Regions from separate parts of the Sus scrofa genome. Here region 1 is linked to region 2. The links are chromatin contacts, called in public HiChIP or PLAC-seq maps. All regions are on one chromosome and are shown on one strand. Each heading gives the region's core, a stretch centred on a gene start, on an enhancer-like site or on the middle of the called end of the contact. The rest is flanking DNA. Distances are from core to core; before and after follow the strand shown.

Region 1 (6,935 bases), core at 1,539-4,038, 66 kb after region 2:
AACTGATAAGTTCCCCTTTATTAGACATTAAAGTATAAAGGAAATCCCACAGTTGCCACTGTGGCTCAATGGTTAACAAACCTGACTAGGAACCATGAGGATGCAGTTCGATCCCTGGCCTTGTTCAGTGGGTTAAGGACCCAGCGTTGCCATGAGATGTGGCATAGGTTGCAGGTGCGGCTCAGATCCCCTGTTGCTGTGGCTGTGGTGTAGGCCAGCAGCTGTAGCTCTGATTTGACCCTAGCCTGGGAACCTCCATATGCCATGGGTATGGCCCTAAAAAGCAAAACAAAAAAAGTATAAGGGAAATCTCCATTTGTAAGGGTATCTCCCTCTGATGTACTAGGAAGAGGAAGACGACTCTCATCAATACAAAAGGAATAGTTTTTTGTTTTGGTTTTTTGGGTTTTTTTTTTTTTTTTTTTTTTGTCTTTTTATGGCCGCACCCTTGGCATATGTAAGCTCCCAGGCTAGAGGTTGAATCTGAGTCGCAGCTGCCAGCCTATACCACAGCCACAGAAATACAGAATCGGAGCTGTGTCTGACCTACCACAGCTCATGGCAATACCGGCTCAAAAAGAATAGATTTAAACCTGCATAACCACCTTACCCTTGTTTACCAGCCATTTCCTGGTAACTTCCCACAACAGACTTTCCATAACTGGCTCCTAATAACTTTTTTTGTCTTTAGTTGAAGGCGGTATTTAAGGTGAGGGCTTTCACCATTTGGGGCAGTTTCTTCAGTTTTCCTGGGTCTCCCTCCGGTATCCAGGAAGTATATGTGTTGTTAAACTTTTGTTTGTCTCCTGTTAATCTGTCTTACATCAATTTAATTATTAGACCAGCCAAAGAACCTGGATGGCAAGAAAGGATAATGTTTCCACCCCCAGAGTATCATGCACCCGTGGGCCACTGGCAGAGCAAGGTCCAAAGACAGAGGCACTGATTGACCTTGAGAAGCGACAACTGGGAACCCGGTGGTAGGTGGGGGGAGATGCTTTCTTCTTGGCAGCTCCAGACAGAAGCCTGCTCTGGACAAAGCTGCAGGGCAGAGGACCAATGACAGGCCCAACCTAGCCAGTTGTCCACCTGCGAGCTGGTGGTAAGCACAGCCCGTGCTACTGGGTAGCTCAGGTGACCAACCTCCAGCAGGGCCTTTACAGCCACAGCCCAGCCCAAGCCTCTAAGCTGGGCCTGAAGACGCATACAGGTGACGTCTGAGCCCAAAGCCAATGATACAAATGGTCTTCTGACACCCAGATGCTCTGAACCAGGCTCTCCAGACCTCACTGGACCAGGAAACAGGGCTGGACCTTCTCACCTTCCCACCCCAGGTCCTCTAGATGTGTCCCAGTGCCCAGGAAATAAGGTCCTTCCCTTGGAGAAAACCACCCACCCCAGAAGAATCTTCGGCTTCCTAGGGCAGGAGGTGGGTGGGGCAGTGTGCTGTTCTATTCAGTTACCCCTGAAAGGCCCCCAGCCTGGCCTCCACCATCTGTGAATCATCAGTCTACAATCAACACACACAGTTAGCGTGTCTCCTCCAACGCCGGGGGCCAGCCTCAGCCGTCTCCAGGAACACCAGGGCCATGAAGGCAGGGAGTAGAGGCTCCCAGCCAACAAACAGAGGCTGAGGGAAGGTGCAGATGGAGGGTCCAGGCCTCCCTGTTGCCACCCCCTGCCCACCCCCACTAAGACCAGGAAGGGAATCCTACCCCAGCCTCTGAGGACCCAATCCCTTGGAACACTAGAGGACAGACCACCCCCCCTTCCCACCATTCCAGGACAGAGCAATGGTGGCAGCTGCCTGGGGTCAGGACAGTGTCAGTTCACACAGGTGAGAGGCTGGGCAGAAGAGACCAGTCGTGGGGTTGGCTGACGACCTCAGAGTGATTAGAGGTCCGCTGGCGGCCCTACGGGGACAGGGCTGCCTGGGCTGGTTCCAGGGACGGCGCGCCGCGGCTGCCCCCATCCCTTCCCAGGACAAACCCCCGGCCACCCGCCAAGGCTCACCACCCGGAGGCGGCGGTAGCAGCAGCAGCAACAGCAGCAGCAGGATCCGAGGCGCGGGGGCTGAAGTGGCCATGGCTGGGCTGGCGGGCGGACTGACGGTCGCGGTGCGGCCTCAGCCTCTGCGACCCGCGCGGCGCCCCGCCCCGGCCGTTCCGGGAACCCCGCCCGGGAGGCAGAGGAGGGGAGGGCGAGGGAAGGAAAGGAAGCGGACGCCCCTCCCAGCCTCCAGGCCAGGCACACGTTAGGTGTTGGTTCCCCGGAGCGGGTTCCGCCGACGGGCACCCGGCGACCACCAAAGCTGCCTTTTGCTCTCAGGGCCCTGTCCGCCCACACCGCCAGTCCCTGTCCCGGGGTCCGGAGAAGGTCTCCTCGGGGATCTGCGTCCTGGTCCTTGAGCTTCTGCTGGGTGCTGCCGGCAGGCCCGGGTGCTGGGCTCAGAGCCCTCCCCCGCCCCGCACTCGCCCGGGGGAATACTCCCCAGAGGTACTTTAGGGTGAAGTGGGGTGGTGTGGCAAACCTCTGCACACAGTAGGCGCCTGACAGATGCTGGTTCCTGTTTGGATGCCTAGTTCAGAAGCTTCCCAGGACTCCAGCTCTGAAGACACTCCTCCTGGAGTGACCCCCTATGCCCTTGTTCACCCTACCTTGAGTCCAGGTAGGCTCACCCCTGTGTCAGGGCAAGCTTGGCTCCAATGGCCTGGTTTGAGGGTTAGGAACTGGCAGCTCCAGGCACACATTAGGCCACCACCTGGCTCAGAATGGGGCCAGTTGGCCCCAATCACTGCTGCCAGAACTAGGCTCTCAAAGACACCATTAGATGGGGCCACGGCTAATAGGCCTCAGATGCCCCCTCACTGTGGGTCAGGGTATAACAGAGCAGGACCATATGGGGCCTTCCTAGGACAGATCCCTCCTCTGCTTTAGTTCCTCTGGCAAGTACCTAGATAATAATATCTGGTGCACATTTCCTGAGTTGTTTTATAGATGCTAAGCATGTAGCCCTCCCCGCCCACCCCTGGCCTAATGGCCACTTTGATTGCTTGACAGTTAACAGCTGTGATACTACCCTGTTACCTCACCATCAACGAATCAGAGAATTGTGCACAGCTGATCACCTTCCCTGTGACTTGACTCCCCTCTCTGGCTTTTAATAAAAATGCTTTGCTAAATCCCATGGGGAAATTAAGATGTTTTGAGCACCAGCTGCCCCAGGTACCTTGCTTGGTGCCTGTCAATAAATGCTGCACTTTCCTTCACCACAGCCTAGGCTCAGTAGATTTGCTTTACTGCACACAGGCCAGTGGGCTGTAGCTTTGATAACAAGGGATCCTTACATAGCCAGGGCTGGGAAGCTGGACTACTGTCTTAGTCCCTTGGGGCAGCTATAACCAAACATCTCAGACTCAGTGGCTTATAAACGACAGACATTTGTTTCTCACCATTCTGTAGACTGGGAATTCCAAGATCAGGCTGTCAGCATATTCTGTGTTGGTTTAGAGCCTGCTTTCTTGTTCTCAGATGACCTCTGTTTCCAGGAGGCAAGGGAGCTCACTGGGGCCTCTTTTTCCTTTTTTTTTTTTTTTTTTTTTTTTTTTTTTTTTTTTTTTTTTTGGTACACCTGCAGCTTGCAACACAAGTTCCAGGGTCAGGGATTGAACTCAAGCCCCAGCAGTGACGACAATGCTGTATCCTAACCGGCTGAACAAACTGGGAATTCCTCACTGGAGCCTCTTTTATGAGTGCACCAATCTCATTCATGAGGACTCCACCTTCACGGTCTACTCACCTCCCCAAGGCACCGCCTGCAAATACCATTACTGTGGAATTAGCCTTTAAAGTTGGGAGGACACAAACATCAGTCTATGACAAGCATTCTTTTTCGGCCCATGTTTCTGAGCTTCTCTGCACCCTGCTCCCGCCACAGGTATACTCATTATATAGCAGAAAACATGAAGTGTCACACTAACTTGAGCCACTGTGTACACCCTGAGTGCCACCTCGTGTAACAAGAGGTAAGGCCTCAGGAGACAACCGGGATATCCTCAGGGTAGTCCTTGGCCAGCGTAAGAATAGGGAGGGAGGGCTTAGGTCCTCCATTGTCCCCCTCACCACCTGGCTGGGAAGGGTACAAACTCAGCATGTTCAGCACACAAATGGGGGCAGAGGTGTGACCGCTCGGTGTGACCTGTGACGGAGCATGATGAGGGGCCCTCCCTGACACAGCCCAGCCTCAGCCCACCCTGCTGCCTCTGCCCCTTCCTATCCCTACTTTGCTCCTCAAAGCTTCTGGAGGCCAGTCAGACACACCTCCTACTCCCAACAGCCACAGCTCCTCCCACCCCTCGTTCAGAGCCATAATGCTGAGAAATTGGAACATTATCTTGAGGGCCCCAGGGAGTGACTGATTCCCTCTGCAGAAACTGCACTGGAGGTTGGGGCCAGTAGGGGCTGGGTGGGTGAGTGGAATCCCACCAGGTCCCAGGAGTCTTTCCCCACCTGGGGCTCGACCCTGCAGGCTTTGGACAGGGAATGTTACCTGCCATGCCAGTAAACAAAGAATGTTGCCTGCCATCCATTTCCAATCAAGCCACTGTTCTAATTAGCCACTGCAGCCACCTACCCACAGTGTGCCCTGAGGGGATGAATTCCCTGAATTTGTTCCCTGAATTGATGGAGGAAAAGCAGGAAATATACTATGCTTTGGATGCTGGCCCTAGATAAGATGCATATCTAAGGAAGAATTTCAAGGAACACTAGTCCTTGCATTTTCCCATACACAGAAAAGAGAGCTCTAGAATCATTTAACTTGAGGCTTCTATTCTGTGAGATCAGTAATCTTTTTCTTTCTTTTTTTTCTTTTACTTTTAGCGCAGCACTTGCGGAATATGTAAGTTCCCAGGCTAGGGGTTGAATTGGAGCTGCAGCTGCTGGCCTATGTCACAGCCACAGCAATGCCAGATCTGAGCCACATTTACAAAATACACCACAGTTTGCAGCAATGCCAGATCTTTAACCCAATGAGTGAGGCCAGCATCCTCACAGACACTATGTCACTATGTCCTGTTGTGCTGAGCCACAACAGGAACTCCTTTTTTTCCTTTTTGGCTGCACCCAAGGCATATAGAAGTTCTCTGGCCTGGGACTGAAACCAAACCCATGCCACAGCAACCACCCAAGCTGCTGCAGTGACACAATGCTGGCTATTAACCCATTGCGCCCCAAGGGAACTCTGTGATTAGTAAGCTTTTGATATTTGACCACTTGTTTTATTTTTCCAACGAAAAACTCCTATATATCCTGGCTCCTCCTGATGCCAGGAAGATGTTACCGGAATCCAGGTTCTTGTTCATGGACCTGAAGAATGAACTGTGAGAACACACAGGCAGCAAGCAAGCAAAGTTTTTATTACAGGAAAAGCAAACAGCTCCCAGCACCGACACTGGGAGGGGTTAGAAGAGTCTCCCTTTCTATTGTTCTCTGGAGGGTTTTATTTCTTAAAGACAGGAGTAGCAATGTGGGGTCCAGATATCAGTTCTTTTTCCCATTGGCCTTGTCCAACAGGGACTTGCGAGTTAGGGGATGCGCCGTACATTTTATGGTCCTTTTTCTCTTCTTTTTCCTAGACTTAAGACTTAAGAGTCGCCACTCTTTATATTATTTTGCTAACAGTCAAGTTAGCAAGTCAGGGGTTAATTCCTACCTTGACGTAAAACAAATGTACTCTTAATAGTTAATATCCCAATAAGAAAGGCCTGTTTGTCTTGATCAGTTTTTACAAATCTTAAACCATGGATATTAATCAGGGAATATATCAAAGCCCATGTTCCTACATTAACTACCTGAATTATTATTCTGCCTCACTCCCTTACCTCTTCAGAGCCGGTCCTCAGAGCTGAGAGGCTGTCTTCTGGGCTATAGTCCTCAGAATAAACGGATCCCCAAGTAAAATTTGACTCATAGAGTTTCCTGGTGGCTCAGTGGGTTAAGGATCTAACATTGTCATTGCTGTGGTGCAGGTTTGATCCCTGGCCCAGAACTTCTGCATGCTGCAAGTAAGGCCAAAAATTAAACAAACAAACAAAAATTAACTCAAGGAGTTCCCATCGTGGTGCAGCGAAAACATATCCAACTAGGAACCATGCGGTTTCGGGTTCAATCCATGGCCTTGCTCAGTGGGTTGAGGATCCAGTGTTGCTGTGAGCTATGGTGCAGGTCACAGACGCAGCTCAAATCTGGCATTTTTGTGGCTGTGGCAAAGGCTGGCAGCTGTCGCTTCGATTAGACCCCTAGCCTGGGAAACTTCATATGCCACAGGTGTGGCCCTAAAAAAGAAAAAAAAAAATTTACTCACAACTTGTAGGTTCTGCATTTTTCTTCAGCTGACAGGCCTAAGGATGGAAAGAGCTCTCACTGATGCAGCCCCCGGGGGCTGCCACCTGAGCTCGCCCACAGCTCTGTAACAGCCCTTTTATGGAACTCTCCTCAAATATTCAGTGACAAGAATAACTATTTTTCCACTAGAACTTCTATGCTAGAACAGCCAAGCTGTTTATGGGAACTCTGCACGGAGCCAGAGCAATATTCAATGATACCCAGAAAGCCTAGCACCCAAGAGGTGTGGGTGGCAGGGTGTGGATGTGGCCCATCAGCCCAGGACTAACTCTGAGCCAGGGTGAGAGTAAGCCAAGCACCGCTCAGGGCCTGTGCCATTTCCTCCTGGGCCGCCTTCCTCCAGTGCAGAAGGCAGAAATGGCAGACATCCACTTCCCAGTTTCCTTTGCCTGAGGCCCAGCCAATCAGATGTTCCCTCCCTGGAGTTTGCTCAGCAGGGCTGGTGACCAGCCGAAGGACAGCAGAACTTCTGCTGTGGCAGGAGTCACAGCAGCCGAGCAGCAGCATGCAGTGTCTGCCAAAGCAGAACT
Region 2 (7,843 bases), core at 999-3,498:
TCCTGACCAGGCCACATAGGAGGCTGGAGGCCGACCTACTCTGGGAAAAGTGTCAAGCTTTTTCAATCAATCACTGCAACAAGACCTAGCAACCCTAGCCCTTCCCCACATACCATGGATGGGAGGAGGAGGAAAACAAAAGGCAGACACATTTTCTCCTCCTTATTGGCCACACGAATTTCACTCAGTTTCTGCCACCAGCCATAGAGGAGCCCCCAGCCCCTCCAGTCTACCCCGCCCACCTCAGGGAACTTCAAGCAGAATCAGGCAGGGTACATCCTTCCCCCAAGAGTCTTTGGGGCACCCAGGACCTGAAGGATAAAGGTCAAGCTCTCCAATCCACGGGCTCCCCCACACATGCTCTTCGTTCCTGCCAGCCTGAACTGCAGGCTGTTTCACACTCCTCCATGTCCACTCCCTCTCTGTCCCAGTAACTTTAGTGCTCAAATAGCACCTTCCAAAGAAGCCCGAGGAGCCCACTGTGTGTGGTCTGTGGGATGGACACCCCCAGCCACCACCCCGGTATGTACTGCAGCTCTGCCTTGGGCTCTCTGAGCCTCAGATTTCCCATCTAGAGGACTTTCTCTGACCATTAAATGTGATATGGCATGTGCCTGGCATGAGTACACCAACCGAGGCCACTCTTTTCCCTGATCCATGCTCCCACTCTGGACTTCAAGCTCCTTGAAGGCAGAGAAAGTGACTTTTTTACTTTTTTTTTTTTTGTCTTTTTAGGGTCACACCCGTAGCATATGGAGGTTCCCAGGATAGGGGTCAAATCAGCCACAGCCACAGCAACTAGGGATCTGAGCCTCGTCTGTGACCTACACCACAGCTCACAACAATGCCAGATCCTCAGCCCACTGAGCAAGGCTAGGGATTGAACCTGCGTCTTCATGGATACTAACTGGGTTTGTTAACCACTGAGCCACAACGGGAACTCCAGAGAATGTGACTTTTGATTCAGAGGCCTGAGTAATCAGGACAGACGTTCGCAAAGAACAGGTACTCCTTGCATTTTGAAAGGAAGCCAAGAAAACCCAGCCAGGAGGGGAGATATGGGGCCCGCAACCCTCTCCAAGCCACCTGGCTTCTCAAAGGACAAGGTGTCAGCCCCACATTTAATAAGGACCAGGCCAGAGCAGACTGAAAAGGCTGGTTTGGAAGTCAGGCCTCAAGTTCCCTACTTGCATAGCTAGGATCACTTGCCCACTCTCCAGATCTCAAGTCGCAGCTAGAGTTATAGCCAAAGCCTGGTTCTTCTGGGCCCAACTTCCTCTGGAAGGCTTCAGCACGCCTCAAGGCTGCCTCACTTCATCTGCAAAGAGCAAGCACCTCTCTTGGCTCTGCCGGGGCTGTCCTCACCAACTGAAGGGGTTTAGACTGCCCTTCACACAGAGAGAGAGGGTTCACAGCCCAGCTCTCATTTACCCAGTGGCAGGGAGTCTAGGACACTGGCCTTTCCCTTCTGCCCTCCCACTCCATTCCCAGGGTCCATCTAAAAGTTACTCATTGACAGCACAGGAGTGCAGCGCTTGCCCTGTTGTCTGTGTTGAAGTGGGGGGAGCGGGGTTTGTCCACCATTTACCGGGCACCAGTGAGGACTCGAGTGATCAATCACCCATCACCTGCGTCTAGGGTGGGGGAGGGGGGACGCCCCCTGGGGGTGCGTGGCAGGGGAAAGCACAGTCTGCCTTTTGTCAGTCCCGCCCAGCACAGCCTGGAAGGGCTGTTACTACAGGGGGGAAGCCTCGACCTTCCCATCGACTCTTCCCTGACCCTCCTCCCTCCTCCCCAGCCGGGGCAAGGACCCCACCAGTGGTCCTGGGAGGGCGGGGAAGAGGCCGGCCGGTCCCTAGCTGAGGCAGCGGCGGCGGCAGCGAGGAGGGGGCGCGGAGGAGCAGCTCCACCTCCTCTGTCTCCCAATCGCGTTACAGGCGGAGCCGCCAGAGTTTCCCTTCGCACAGAGAAGTGTGGTCCCAACTCTCAGGACCGAAGCGCCCACCACTCACCTGGGCTGCCCGGGGCCAGCAGCATGGAGGCCCAACCAAGGTCCTTCTATCCCAAGGGCGCGCTGCCTCGCCCCAGCCCCACCACCCCGGCCCTGGGGCCCCACACTCACCACCCGGCCAGGCCCAGCGGAACGAGCACGCCACGCCGAGGCGGGCGCCGGCCACTCCCGACTAGGGATCTGCGCAGGGTAGCGTCTGCGGCCCCCCCTCGCCCGCCCCCCGGAGGTGGGTCTGGCGAAGCCGCAGCTGTTACCCGGAGACCGAGGGGCAGAAAACTGCGCCCGCCGCCCGCCCCTCCCGCTGCGGCTCTGCCACGGCCGGGAACAAAGGAGACAAAGCCGCGTCGGCCGGGCCCGGCTCCGCTCCTTCCCCCCCTTCGCCCGCCCGGCCGCCCTCCCCCCGCCCGCCGCCCAAGCCAGGCCGGAAGCAGCCAGGAGAGCGGGGCGCGCGGTCGCAAGCGGCCCGGGACCCCGCATTCCAGTCCATCAGTCTTCGCACTTGCCCAGGGCGGAGGACTCGACCCCCTCCGTCGCGGGGGTTAGGGGGTGGCTGGCTGCACCGCGACGGTAGCCAGGGCAACGTGGAGGGCGGTGGGAGGAGGGTGAGGAGCAGAGCCCAGAGGGCGGCCAGCCACGCCCCGCCCGGCTCCGCTCCCGCCGGGCCTCACCTGAGAGGGGCACTGGAACCGAAATCGGGAGCCCTCCGGGGTGGGAGGGGCCGGACTGGGGGGTCCCGCTCTGAACCCTCAGGTGCGGTGGTTCAGCGCTCCAGCTCTACCTGCCTGGGCGCCGGGTGAGTCCCACGCCTCTCCTCTGGCCCGCCGGTTAACAAATCACCACCCCTGCGCTGCGGCGCCCGGAGCTCCCTCTTTCTCCTCCAATACCTGGCTCCTGTGGTTGTCCGCCTCCAATTTTCTTTACCTGAACTCCTAGGTGACTTGTTTTTCCCCACCGCACCAGGTCTTGCCCACTCCCAGGACTCCCAAACAGCCAACCTTTCCCTCCCGCCCCCACCTCTGGCTGTGCGGGAAGAGCGCGCAGTCTTTGGGGTTGGGCCTGGGTTTGCGCTATCACTAAGCCAAGTAATCTGACCCCTGCCCCCCAAACACACACGCCTATTTGCTCACCGCCAAGTGGAGGTGCTACCACACCTAGGCCGGCTGTTAGAGGAGGGCGCACCGCTGCAAAAGTGCACATGTAAGGGCACATTTCTTTCCTTTCCTCCCAGACTTGTACCTGGACCCACCCCAAGGTGAGAAGCCTTGGGCAAGTCTGAACTCCCTCACCAGCAAATATCCGGGCCTTCGGAGGGAGGAACATCTGGGTTCTCTCCTGAGGCCCAGGTGTGCCCTATGCCAGGCCCTTCACACCCCACCCTGCCCACTGCAAACTCAGGAGCCAGGACCTAGCCCATCTTTTTAAGACTTTTGAAGGACTCTGGCTGGAGGCCATGGAGACAGCCTCCTGGAAGGCAAATTTTTTCATATACAGACCTCCCTGGAAGACCCCATATCCTGCACAGGCTGGGGAAGCCTCAACCAGAAAGTTCAGGTCATCTGCACTGGCTATTGTCAAAAGAGCTAAACCACCAGCACCCTCTTCCCACCTGCTACCCATCCAGAGCCTGCCTTCACTCTCCTATTTCCAACTCCACCTTCCAAATTCTTCCTCCCCAACTCCTCAGGTTGCTCCCTTTCCTCCACCATCTCTTCCTGCACCTGGGTCCAGGCGCTCAGCACCTTGTCTGCACCAGTTCCCTCGTGGCTTCCAAACATCAAAGACCCCAGGTGCCTATCTGGCACTCCGGTCCTCCACTTCATTCTCTAACCTTATGCTCCACAACTCCCCCATACTCATCACCATCTCAGCCAAGCCCTCACACACCTCAACTTTTCTGCCTGTGCAGCTTGTGGGGGGGGGGGGGCAGCATGTGCCTGGAATCCTCCTCTCCCCAGACCCATTCACTCAAATGCATACCCTTTAGTACCTACCTCACCCGAGAGGGGGACCTAGGATTCCCAAAGGCCACATCTATACACAGATAGGGCATCTCCTACCCCTGATGGAGGGTGAACATAGCCCAAGTGTAGAGGTCATTTCATTCCATGCCCTTCTGAAGAATCATTACAAAAAGGAAATAATGCCTTGGATAGAGTGACCAAACGACCAAGGGATCGGGGGCTCAGTTCAGGGCATCCACAGGGCCACTTGAGCCATGCTCACTGCCCTAAGCACAGGCGCCCAAGAAAGGAGGGCACCTCATGGAAGCACTTCTGGTTCCACCGGCCTCTGCTGTTGAGTCAGCTCTGCAGAGGCAAACAAGCCCAACCTGCAGAAGCCCCTATCTGCAGACCTTGCACACCTCTGTGCAGCCAGAAAGAAGGATGGGTTCTCCAGACCCACAGCTCAAGCAGAGTGCCTCCTCACTACTTCTATTTACTCAAGGACATTCAAGGCCACCCATGGCCATTTAGCCTGGGAGGTCAAAGTGGCTGTTGTCCACTGAAAAGAGAGGAAGTCAAGGGTTCTCAGGGCAGTCTGCCTCCATGTCCCCGCCCCCCATCTGCACCTCCCACCTCTGGGAGGCTCCTCCCCACTCACACTGCTGGTGGGCTGAGCTCTGCTTATGCCTACAGAGGCCATCCCTAGGCTGTGTGTGGGATGACACCCACACCCGAGTGGTGCTGCCCAAAGCATTCTTTGCACCAGGGAACCAGACCGGCTGCCAATTCCTGTAATTATGTTCCCAGCAATGTTTACCAACCATTCCCCCAATCCCTCTTCCCCACTCTCCTCTGATCATTCCTCCAGTGTTAGAACCAGGAAGTTTTCCCCAACATGGCAGAGAAAGTGATTCAGAAGAGGGGCAGTAACCATGATTACCAACGAGTATTTTGCAGGCAACTAGAACCCATGGGCCATCTGGCACAGGGAGATTGGGCAAGTGAAAGACAGGCCAGGAAATCCAAAGTGAAAATCCAGGCCTCCGAGCTCTGTCGTGGCACAGCCAGTTAAGGATCCAGCGTTGTCACTTCAGCAGCTAGCTTGCCACTGTGGTGTGGATTCAACCCCTGACCCAGGAACTTCCATATGCCACAGGTGCAGCCAAAAAAAAAAAGAAAGAAAGAAAGAGAGAAAAAAATCCAGGCCTCAAGGGGTAAGTGCATCCAAATGGGTCCTGAGCCAAAGGGCAAGACCAAGAGATAAGAGAGGGAGTTCCCGTCATGGCTCAGCAGAAACAAACCTGACTAGCATCCATGAGGACGCAGGTTCGATCCCTGGCCTTACTCAGAGGGCCAGGGATCCAGAATTGCCGTGAGCTGTGGTGTAGGTCACATACCTACGAGTTGTGTGGCTCAGACCCCGAGTTGCTGTGGCTGTGGTACAGGCCGACAGCTGTAGCTCCGATTCAACCCCTAGCCTGGGAACCTCCATATGCCACGGGTGTGGCCCTAAAATTTAAAAGAATAAAAATAAATATTTACAAAAGAGATGAGAGAGAAACTAAAAGGGGGTGATGACCTTACTTTCAGGCCCAACCCACAGTCCCAAATCTCAATTTTCAATGGACAAAACTTAGTCTAGTATAAATTATTTTAAATAATAAACCCCAAACACATTTTAATTGGACATTAGCACAAACTTTTGACAGTTAATGTAAATGAGTGCTGCCTAAAAAGCAAAGTGTATCAGCTGGTAAGCCACACAGACAGTGCTCCGACTCAGCCTCAGGCTGAGTGCACACCCAAAGGCTCAGTTCAACTGCTTCACTCTCTAATTAAATCCACATCCATACCTATTTCTTCAGACCCTCTGGAAAAGCGTCCAGGGGCTAGCTGGCCCTGAACAGTGTATAAAGCACAGGCAGGATGGCCACAAATGTCATGCAGGTGACCAGTGTGCCACAGATGGTGTTCCTGTTGACCTGGGCTTGTAGCCTCTGCTCCGTGTCCGACAGCGCCAAGATCACGCTCCCCTGTTCCAGCAAGGAGCCAGGCAGAGGCCCATCTCCTGGCTCCGCCATGCCTGGATGCGCTGCAGCCTTTGCAAGCTGAACCACCCCAGCCATTTGGCTGAAAGTCTTTTCCAGGCCATCAAGTTGCTCTCGTAAAGCTTCTAGACATGAATGGACCTGCCTGGAATGGCTGAGCTGCTCTTTCAGGGCAGCTGAAAGGACACCTGTGTCTCTGTCATGGGTAGGTGAAGTACCTGCCTGGGACAAAGAGCTCTGCCCAGGCCCGGCTTGCACCAGGCCCCTCAAGTCCGCCATGAGGTCACGGAGGTCCCTCTGCTGGAGGGAGTAGCTGGATGCCTGTTCTCGAATGGCCTCCTGGAGGCTCACAGGCCCTTTCTGAGCCTCCAGAAGCAAGGCCTTCAGCTCCTGTAACCGCACACGGTTCACATAGGTGGAGCCAGCCACACCAATCAGGGCCCCCAGGACGGACCCAATGAGGGACCAGTTCTTGGTTCTCTCAGCCCGAGTGCGCTCCTTCTCATGACTTTCCCGCACAGCTGCAGAGAAGAGGGAGAACTTCTCTCGCTCAGAGTCTTCGGCACGCAGATAGGTCATGCGCAGCCTCTTCTCCTCCTGCAGAAGCAAAGCTGTAGCAGCAGCACAGCCCAGCAGCTGGAGCTGCCAGCAGATGTCCCACCACCATCTCCCCAGGGCTCAGCCTCACGCCAGGCACAGATTACATGCTCCAGAAACACAGTGAATGAGTGAGGGCAACATGAGCCTGGTCCAGGTGGGGGAGCAAAGAAATTGGGGCTGGTCAAGGTGAGCGGCACTATCCTCTTCCCCTGGCAGCAGTGGGTCTGACCAGACATGCTCTGGTGTCTAGAGAATGTGTCTAGAACAGAAGGGAGGTGTCTGTCTCTCTCTGGGTAAGCCCCCTCCATGGTGCCCCCTCCTCAGTAATCTGGGACCTAGATTATACACTGTCCTGGACCACTGATCCCCCCCAGTACTCTAGGAGGAAGTTGGTGCAGAGGCCCTGGAAACCTGGGTCCCCGTCCGTCCACAGGGGCTTCTGGCTTACCTCCTCACCAGCTCTCTGACCACCAAAGCGGTCAAGAGTTCCCACCTCACCCCTCCATGACCTGCCAGGCTAGGGTCCCAGTCCAGGTGGGGAAGGTGCCTACCTGCAGCATCCTGTGCTCCAGAGTAGCCAGTTCCAGATACTGGTTATCGTCTCTGGAGATGCGGTCCAAACGGTCCCTCACCTCCTTCAGCTTGGCCTGTTGACCCTCCAAGTCCTCCCGAGCCTCCCGGACAAGTCCACGAGCCACCATGAACACTTTTTCTGCCTGCAGAGAAAACAAGAGAAGACATCTGCCCCTTCTCTCCACACCCACACAGGCTCTGCACTATTCCCAGGCTGGGCAGAGGTCAGTGGGGTGTCAGTACAAAGAGTGGAGAGTCCTTTGACACATAATCCTGGCTCACACAGTCGTTCCTCAAAGTATAGCCTCAGGCCATGCCCATCAGCATCATGGTATGTATCCCTTCAAGTGCAAACACCCCACCCCTGAGAGACTTGGACATAGCTTGTTAGATGGTTGCACACAATCGGTGTCAACCTAACCAATTGACGCTAGTTTAGTCTCATACAAACCACAGCAGGCCCCTATGATTTTTGTTTTTTGTTTGTTTATTTGTCTTTTTAGGACCATACCTGCAGATATGGAGGTTCCCAGGCTAGGGGTCGAATAGGAGCTACAGCTGCTGGCCTACACCACAGCCACAGCAACATGGGATCCCAGCCACATCTGTGACCTACACCACAGCTCACAGCAACACTGGACCCCTAAACCACTGAGCGAAGCCAGGGG

Evidence for each region. HiChIP or PLAC-seq counts read pairs in DNA pulled down with a chosen protein or histone mark.
Region 1: an H3K27ac HiChIP or PLAC-seq map of alveolar macrophages shows a contact between it and region 2. The contact joins the promoter of SHISA5 here to the promoter of PLXNB1 in region 2. A contact is called at or near these places in 1 of 5 promoter capture datasets (fetal liver) and 2 of 2 datasets of contacts at active chromatin or transcription factors (alveolar macrophages and skeletal muscle).

What each region holds. Positions count from the first base shown.
Region 1 is chr13:31,202,936-31,209,870 of Sscrofa11.1, forward strand. SHISA5 (protein shisa-5) reads right to left here and starts at 2,789. Exons shown (of 6, transcript XM_021070633.1): 1 at 2,658-2,789.
Region 2 is chr13:31,137,885-31,145,727 of Sscrofa11.1, forward strand. It overlaps PLXNB1 (plexin-B1), which reads right to left and starts at 2,249. Exons shown (of 39, transcript XM_021070624.1): 1 at 2,123-2,249. It overlaps CCDC51 (coiled-coil domain-containing protein 51), which reads right to left. Exons shown (of 4, transcript XM_003132182.4): 3 at 7,154-7,318; 4 at 5,606-6,599. The coding sequence ends at 5,844.